2 separate regions of the Xenopus laevis genome follow, and region 2 is linked to region 1. Evidence: chromatin contacts called from public Hi-C data. All regions are on one chromosome and are shown on one strand. The core of a region is the stretch at or near the end of the contact, and the rest is flanking DNA. Distances in the headings are between cores, read along the strand shown. Region 1 has its middle 36 kb from the start of arl4c.S. Region 2 holds the start of ugt1a6.S (UDP-glucuronosyltransferase 1-6).

Region 1 (4,383 bases), core at 1,096-3,595:
TGTATCCTGTGCTTGAATGGCTGTCCCCATGGCTACACAGTGGCTTGTTTGTATAAACTATAGTTGTGTTTCTGAAGTAAACACACCAATTCCCTGTGCGGCCCATGTGTCCCAGACATTTGTGAGGATCCTCTGTGCAGTAATTGTAGGTAGGAAGATTGTGGGGAAATCAGTGATATACTCAAGTGACAGAAATGAAGCTCCACCATCGGCCCTTGAAATGTTAGTGGGTGCATGTATTGACTGGCAATCTTGGCAACCTTTGGTACTCTATATCTGTGCTAGAAGTGGGGGAACAGGGAGTTTATATTAAACAACAACCAACAGCCTATAAGTTTAGACCTTTAGTTTTATCCCTTTAACACTAAATCTGGTCCTGCTATTTAGCAGTAATTAATGAAATTCTTTATAGGAGGGGTTATGCTTTTCTGTGTATATATATATATATATATATATATATATATATATATATATATATATATATATATATAGTTCGTCAGCAGGCCCAGATTTGTGGCGATGCCACAAAGGCCCGGGCCTAGGGCAGCAAATTATTAAGGGCGGCGTGCCAACCAGTCGCTTGCTGCGGAGCACGGAGCACATATTCAGGAGAGACGAAGGGAGGGTTAATCCCCCCCGAAACGTTCATGCACAGGCTGTCACAATAAAGAAAAGGGGAAGCTCCCCACCTGCAACATATTTGATGTTTGTGTGATTCTCTTCAAATTTCTACATTTCAGTTCAGCTGGCCAGGCATTTTAAAACCCAAAACCTTAACCTCCTATTGACAGTATGACTATGAAGATTTTCATTCATCCAGGTCATGGTATATCTAGTATAGGTCAATCTAAAAACAACTGGTCTTGCTGAGTAATCAATGAAGACGTTTCACTACACATCCAAGCAGCTTCTTCAGTTCAACTGACTCGTGTGGGAAGTTTTCGGCATATAAACTCTTCCACCAATCCATTTACAATGTCACATTGAAGAGTCACAATGTGCCATTGTAAATGGAATAGTGGAAGAGTTTATGCCGAGAATTTCCCACACCAGTCAGTTGAACTGAAGAAGCTGCTCGGATGTGTAGTGAAACGTCTTCATTGATTACTCCTATTGACAGCATATACAGTATAGCATGATTGAGCCTACTGGTCTTCTGTTCATTATAAAGATAATAATGCTCAGAGGGACACATATTTCTGAGGTCTCTGTAATTCATTCGCAGCTGGATATTGTGCAAGGAAGATTGCTTCCTGCTCTGTTGAAAAACAACAGGTGAAGGACCATAAATCCTTATTCTGGTGGAGGTATGTGCATTTTTATTGAAAGGCTTGGGATTGCTACAAAGTGTTTATTTATATGCTAGCAAGCTGTCAGAAGCATTATTAAGCCTCCAAGTAAAGTCGCACATGTAATAGTCACCAGGCAATAGAATAAAGAGCAAATCTTGGGCTAATTCATTTTGCACCTGTAAATAGGGAAAGAGCACAATAGTCTCCCAATTGACTTTCCTTGTTAACTCTCTGCATGCACCATGTTAAAGGGGATTATAGTGCTAGGACAGTCATCTTCTGCCTGTCCAGCTGTGACTGGAGCTGCCCTTAGGGCTAGTGGGGCCTTGAGCAAAATAGCCATTTTTGGGCCTCATGGGTTTTGTAAAGAAGATTGTCCTACCTGAAGCTGCTAATAAATTATAAATCTCACATGCTCCATCAGCATTTATGTGCCAATAAATGTTGAGAGTTTTTGTTCAACCAAAGCTTTACACTATTACACAGCTGCAGTTCCTTCCTCTGATGCCAACTCCCCTTAATGTATTCACACAATTGCAACCCTATCCCCGGACTCTACCTTGCCTTACTATAAGCACTACCCCACAAATGCACCCCCTTGCCCTGACACTAGAATTCATCATACTCATCACCATAAGTATTTATGAAACTACAACCTTTTTTTGTAAATAAATAAAAGAATAACAACCCCCCTTCCAACAGATAAACCATCCAGGACACCCACATATTCATCCAGTGGCAGCAACAAATCATAATACAGATGTAATAAGAATAAAAGGCATTTAGATCAGGAAATACTGCATGCCATATAACCTAACAAAAAGATATCCCTGCTGCACACTCAGTACATTTAACTTGTATGGATACATTATAAAATAAATATATAATATTACTGAAGGTTAGAATTAGTACAAAGTATTTGGCTTTGCCACTGTGCTGGAAGCAATGGGTTATCCCACTGTCACTTGTGCAAGTGGCACACAGCAGCATTTGGCTATTGATTTATGTAAACCCTGCAGGCTGCTGAGCTTTCTGTAACCTTCCTCCCAGTCCTTGCACACATCTCATCTGCAGCCATAAATTATTCACATGCAAGAGGTTCACATGCAGGTCTCACAGGATGGAAATACCTTGTACTAGTCTGCCATCTTGTGATAGAATGTGGTAAAACATCCATAGAAAGCACCCTCTAAAAATGCTCTTTCCCTGAAGTTATGCTACTGAACCATCACAATTAGGAAACATAACGGCTCATTGACTATTTGCAGGGTGGAGTGGAAAATCCATAAAACAGGTTTATTTGATATTTAAAAGATTTTTAGCAGACTGAGAATTATTTGCCTAAAATGGACTGAGATGGCCTTCCCATATTTCAGAGCTTTCTGAATATTTGGCTCCAGGATAAGGGATACCATGCCTGTCATTTTTTTATTATTATTATTTTCTATTAACTAATTTGAATAAATAATTATTTACTTAAGGTATGGTGATCCAATTGATGGAAAATGATGCAAGGTAAACCACAGCTTAGTTGTACTTCCTACACTCGCTGCCTGGCAGGGCTGGGCCAGGCCAGCTGGGCTCCCTAGGCAACCTGGCTGGCAAGCCCTGCCCCGGCGCACGCAAACGCATGCACAAGTGAAGAGACAGGCGGGGAGGGATGAGTGACGGAGGGAGGGGACAGCAATGGAGGGGAAGAGAGGGAGAGCGACAAAAGAGGGGTAGGTGTCAAGAGGGAAAAAGTGTGAAAGAGGTGCGGACTAGGGGGTAGGCAGAACACAGTTTTAGAGGTAGCTGCCCAGCTCCCCCCTTTTATTGCCCCCTAGGCAACTGCCTCTTCTGCCTACCCCTAGTTCCAGCCCTGCTGCCTAGCAACAACCCAGAGACTCCCCTGTGATTCTGCAAAGACTGCTTAGAGTAAATGCAACAGAAAATGGCACCAACATGTATAAGTTTTTTATTTTTATTCTGATACAAAAGACATGAGATTGTGAGAGAAGAACAGAACTGAAAGTCCCATATCTGAAAATTACACTTCATCATTAAAATTGTCAAACACAGGAATGTCAGGAATTCTCATATTATTTATTAATAACTGAATGTGGATGTTTACCTGAATTCACTGTTACATTGTGGTTTCTGTACCTTTACAGTATAAATGTGAGAGTCAGCATTGTATTAATTGATGTTAATTCCGGATACTTGATCCAGGGAATGTTTCCTATCGCCATTGGGGTCAGGAAAGAATTTTTTCCCTCTTAAAGCATAATTGGCACTGGCTTCAGGCTGGGTTTTTTTCTTCCCCTGGATCAAAAACAGTGGATATATGATAATGTATTTTAAGTTTTGTCACAGCAGCTGTAGGACCTTGCCAGAGTACTGCAAAGGTACGTTTAGAAGGGGGAGAAAGGAGGTTCTCTCCTGTGACTGCACAGTGGGTTAATACAGACGCTACTACTGCTTGTGCTAGGTGACAGCCTGCTTGGATTTCCTATGATCGACACATTGCAGATTCTGGACCGCAAGCAGGGCTGCTGAATCTCTCTCATGGTGGGAGATGCAACTCCTGCTGCAACTGCTTGATAAAGCCTTATAGATGCGAAACGTGTTGCAGCACCCAGGTGGGGTCACTCCTTCGGTTGGACCTCATTTTCTGTGTTTCACCCCAATATCGTAAAAATCATGAAAATCGTCAGTTTGCCGGTACTTTGAATATTTACCACCACATTATAGGGGAACAGAAACAAAGATGTAAATCCTAGGAATTAAAACCAATAAAACAAATTTCAATTTCAAGACTGGAATAAACTTCAGAATTGGTTTTATGTTGTTTTATGAATGAAAAAGACTTCACAGATCTTAGGGCTTGTCTGCTTCTGAAGGTATTTTACAATTCTGCTTAATAGGAACAATGAGCCTTTTTATCCAGAAAACCTGTTTTGATCCCTTACTTGGAAGTGGTTTAAAATGTATGCCTACACCTGCCTTTTTTAATTTTCTGTATATATAAAGGTGTATACATACACACAAACATATATATATAAAGATGCTTGGGTGTCCGCACTCTGTCTTTGTCGCAGGCGAGGTGCAC
Region 2 (4,575 bases), core at 1,752-4,251, 160 kb before region 1:
AACTGAAACAAATCTTTTATTGGAGAATAGAGGGCACTTTTAAGTACCATAGAAAGTTGTATGTACCACTCTAATTCTTGGGTCTTTACATGCCACATATTTTGGCAATTTTCTGCATACTGGGATCTGGGCAATTTAGTTAATTTAGTGTAGCAACATTTTGCAGTTGGGTACTTTGGGATAAAAACACATATTTATCAGATCTGTAATTAGCTAGCCTGTATACTTCTAAAAATATGTAGTTTCTCGAGCCATTTTACTGTTGAGGCTTTTTACCTTGCACAAAAAGCAGTCAGTGCATTATTTTCAGATGGCACATGCTTTTCCAATCTTATACATACTGAATATGATTCTTTATGATGAGTGAGTTCTAGAATCCATCTAAAGGGTGCAAGAGAAGCATAATCATCATGGAATAGGGGACTGATCTTTTTTCCCTGTGATCATGTGTGGTGGCCATTATATGCTTTCTAGTGATGTGCGGGTCAGGGTTTTCCTGACCCGCACCTGACCCTAACCCGCCCTGCTCTAGCCCGTGCCCGCTCGCACCCGCGCTTCCGGGGTCCTTTTATACACCCGCACCGCCCCGCCGATGGTGTCACAAAAGGGGTGGGGCAAGCAGACGCAAGACTATAAAACCGGCACCTGGAAGCCGGCATTTGAAGGTGGCGGGCGGGGAGAGCAGGAGAAGAGCTCAACCCGCACCCGCTCACTACCCACGAGGAGCAGTGCTGGGTCGACATGAACCACGGGTCCCGCAGGTATCGGGTCGGGTCGGCCTGTACATCACTAATGCTTTCCATTGTATGAAACACAGGCTCTTCTCCATTTAGACAGTGAAATGTCAAATGCAAATGAAACCAAACCCCTCTAAAGAATAAATGGGCCTGTTAACTCATGTGTTCCTGCAGGGTGGAAAGAACTAAAAAACTAGAGCTTGGGATCACAGAAAACAATGCTCAATTGTAAGAGCCCTTATAATGTATTTAAGCAATAGTGACTACTATGCATGAATAGTGGAATCCATTTCTTAGTTCTCAGGTCACTGTCTTTTTTCATCCTTCAAAACTCCTGCAGACCAATCATTCCCCTCCCTTTCTTAGTTATGATATTGCAAGATTCAAACTTGATATTGCTTACATAAGGGCAGGCTGGAAAGTTCTTAATTTGATTAAAGGAAATGTAAATTCTGTCTTTAAACAGAAAAGAACAGTTTAAAACAAGCAATTTTACAGTGTACATTATATAAAAGTAACCATAATTTGGCTAGGTTCTGCCTTGTCCTGCTCGGGCAGGATAGAGCACCAGTTATATATGCACATATCCAATGAGGTAGTGCTGCAAATAATGATCAATATCATTACAGCACAATATGGCACCATATGGAAACAGCTTGGGGAGTTGAAAGGGTTACCTTCTAGGATTAAATGCCTAATGTGGTCCGGATTCCCTACAGTGGAACAGGGATAGAATATAGCCTAATTCTATTGTCAGAACTGTGATCCATTCACTTAGGCAAACAGAGCCTAAGATTGAAAGCACTTGATGAAGGGGCTTGCCCCTGAAACTTTTGCTGGGATCTCACCTTAAAGAAAAGAGTCATTGGAGTTTTTTGCAGAAGCATTGAGTGGAGTGTGCCTTTGTTTCTATTATGTGTCTATAATACGGAAGCTCATGATTGCAGGAGAGCCAACATTGTGCATCTCACATCGGATAAAATACCATTTTTCTATATATAAAGGCAGAAAAAAGTTTGGATTGTTTATATACATTTAAAAACGTCTGCCTGCTTTCTCTCCTAGTTGGAGCACATGGTGTTATAACTAATTCTTTCTGTCTCATTTTCCTAGAAAGTGCTATTACAATTTATAACCTGTATCTGGCTAAAGTCTTGTTGTCAGGGTGCCTGATCCCCGACTTTGCTAGAGGTTGGGTCCTTCTAGGACAAATACAAATATATAAAATAAAGAAACTAGCTACAAGGGCTTCCACTCAACAAATATGCAAATAAGGAAGCCTTAGGGAGTATATAAACCCTATGGGTCCCTACATAAATATATTATAAATCACATTTTTTCTGATGTGTACATGATGTTAGCGATGGTGTTTTCAGCTGCATGTCATAGCAGATGTTTAGATCCTCGTGAAAGCAACAGGGCTGGTTGCCATGCTGTGTCCCGAGCAGAGTGGGAGCCAATTCAAACAGACCACACAGGACTCCTATAAGTGTTAAAGTCTTATGTGCTCAATTTCATCTGGGTCATGCTCCGCTCAGTACACAGCATTGTTTTCTACCCTGCTGCTTTCAAAAGAATCAAATGTTTGCTGCTTCATGCAGTGAAGAGTACCAGTAACCAGTAAAGAAATGGTGCATATATAAGTGTCTTCTTTTAAATGAGAATGAAAAATAAAGTCTAATGATTTCCCCCTCCTCTACTGACTAGCACTACCCACCTCCTCAACTGCATGCAAAAGAGCTCAATTTTACCTGTAACTCTCTCTTTTGAAGACAAATATTCCTTTTCCCATGGGTGCAAATCACCGGAGATTGAGGCCTCAGTCATAGTGACTGCCAATTCTGCCCTGCATATGCTGCAGCTGGCAGTGGAGTAGGGGCTAGTAAGGGAAAGTTATTATTATACTTCAGTTATATTCCCTTTCTATCAGAATTTTTGTTCTATTAGAATCAGCACACTTTGAAGGAAAACTTAACATCCCTTTGTGAACAAAGTGGTTGTGATAAAAGATCTAAGCAAAGGCAGAGTAAAAAATATCTCAATATACATCAAATAACACAGCATTGCTGGATTAAATGCGTGACAATGAGTGTATGTTCCTGAGTTACACCTGTTGGCCTGACCTGTGGTCACAATTGCACAATTGCCTATGAAAAAGAACAAGGATAAAGTACTTTTGAAATCTGTCAGTCTCAGTTATTGAAGAATTGCCTTGACACCCTGAGGAGTTTATCTGAAAATCAAAGTTCATTTGGAAATGAACAAACAAAAAGCAGCAAGACCTTTGGACTCACTTATCAGTGGTTTTCCAGCACGTGGGCATTGTCTGAGATCATTCTAAGAGATATACAGTCTGGATTGTAAAGCTTCGACATGGTTGTCACAGATTCATCTTCCTCCTGCTGTTTTTTCAGAAGATTCTTCCTCTTGTTGGTGTTGGGTTGCGCTGATGGCGGCAGGCTGCTGGTGGTCCCGCAGGATGGTAGCCACTGGCTCAGCATGCGCTTGTTAGTGGACAGGTTGGCACAAAAGGGTCACCATATTGTTTTGGCCATCCCAGAAGCAAATTTTCTTTTCAAGGATATAGATAATTACACTGTGAAAACATACTCTTCGTCCTACAGCAAAGATGTTTTGGAAAATCATATGAGGCGTATGAGCCAAGAATTATTTGTAGACAGGATTCTTACACAGAAGATTAAGTTCTTGTATGAAAGTGCATTAAATGGTACACAGCTGATTTTAACTACATGTAAGGACTTCTTGCAGAACTCAACCCTCATTAGGGAACTGGAGAAAGAAGGTTTTGATGCAATGCTAACTGACTCTGTCTTTCCATGTGGTGCGATAGTCGCTGAACACCTTTCCATCCCTTCTGTGTCCTTTATGAGGGGGACTATATTTGGGATGGACCAAATAGCTTCTCTGACTCCTAGTCCTCCCTCCTATGTACCCAGGATGTTCACTGTGTATACAGACAACATGTCCTTCGGACAGAGGGTGAATAACTTTCTTATCCATTCCCTGGAGCATATCGTTTGCCATATTTTTTATTACCCGTATGCACAGCTGGCTTCAGATTTTTTGAAAAAAGAAGTTAATGCTTTGAGTCTTTTCAGCCGTACTTCTATCTGGCTGATGAGGTATGACTTTGTTTTTGAATTTCCCAGACCTGTAATGCCAAATGTGATTTTTATTGGAGGAATCAACTGTGTGAATAGAAAGCCCTTACCCCAGGTATGTGTTTTGTTCTATTTACTGCACTATGTTAGAAATGCATCTTGCTCCTTCCAGAAAAAGTCGATTTTGATTTGTTTAGAAGTTTCATGCTTTTTCAGAAGTTAAACTATTTCAGTTATACGAACTGTTCTTGCCTTGATCAGTGAGAACTAAATTTCTCTTTTTACTCTCTATAATTTCCTGCCATGATTTATTATATCCATACAACAGGCATTATGTTTTTTTCCCTTGGCCTGTTTTCCTGTTACGGCAAAATTCACAGGGTAGGGAAATAAACTAACATATAGCACATGTGCAGTAAAGTAAAATTGTTAGCTTTTAATCTACTGTGCATTTATTAGTGGAGTTGCAGCACTACGCTACTTCTTACCTCAAGCCAGTTAGTGGGGGCACTAACTCTGGAAAGAAAAAAGATTTCTGGAAATTTATTGAGACAGTGTAGAAGCAGGACCAGGTCTGGACTGAGATTCAAAATAGGCCCTGGCATTTCTGATACACAGAGGCCCAAACTGCCCCCCACCAGCGCAATAAATAGTGACTGTCTATGGCAACTTACAACTTGCAGGTCTGGGCCTGAGCAGTACTGGCAGACAAAAAC

Evidence for each region. Hi-C and Micro-C count contacts between places; a contact is called where the count stands out from the background.
Region 2: a Hi-C map of the XL177 cell line shows a contact between it and region 1, with 2.8 times the contacts expected there. The contact joins the promoter of ugt1a6.S here to the enhancer-like site in region 1. A contact is called at or near these places in 2 of 4 Hi-C or Micro-C datasets (the XL177 cell line and animal cap).

Annotation. Positions count from the first base shown.
Region 1 is chr9_10S:73,498,508-73,502,890 of Xenopus_laevis_v10.1, reverse strand. No RefSeq gene overlaps it. Among protein-coding and RNA genes, the nearest start is that of arl4c.S, 36 kb to the left of the region's middle. Within about 2 kb of position 2,345, at least 1 of the 7 cell types and tissues checked has an H3K27ac peak or open chromatin away from gene starts, as enhancers often do.
Region 2 is chr9_10S:73,657,440-73,662,014 of Xenopus_laevis_v10.1, reverse strand. It overlaps ugt1a6.S (UDP-glucuronosyltransferase 1-6), which reads left to right and starts at 3,001. Exons shown (of 5, transcript XM_018238945.1): 1 at 3,001-3,974. The coding sequence starts at 3,111.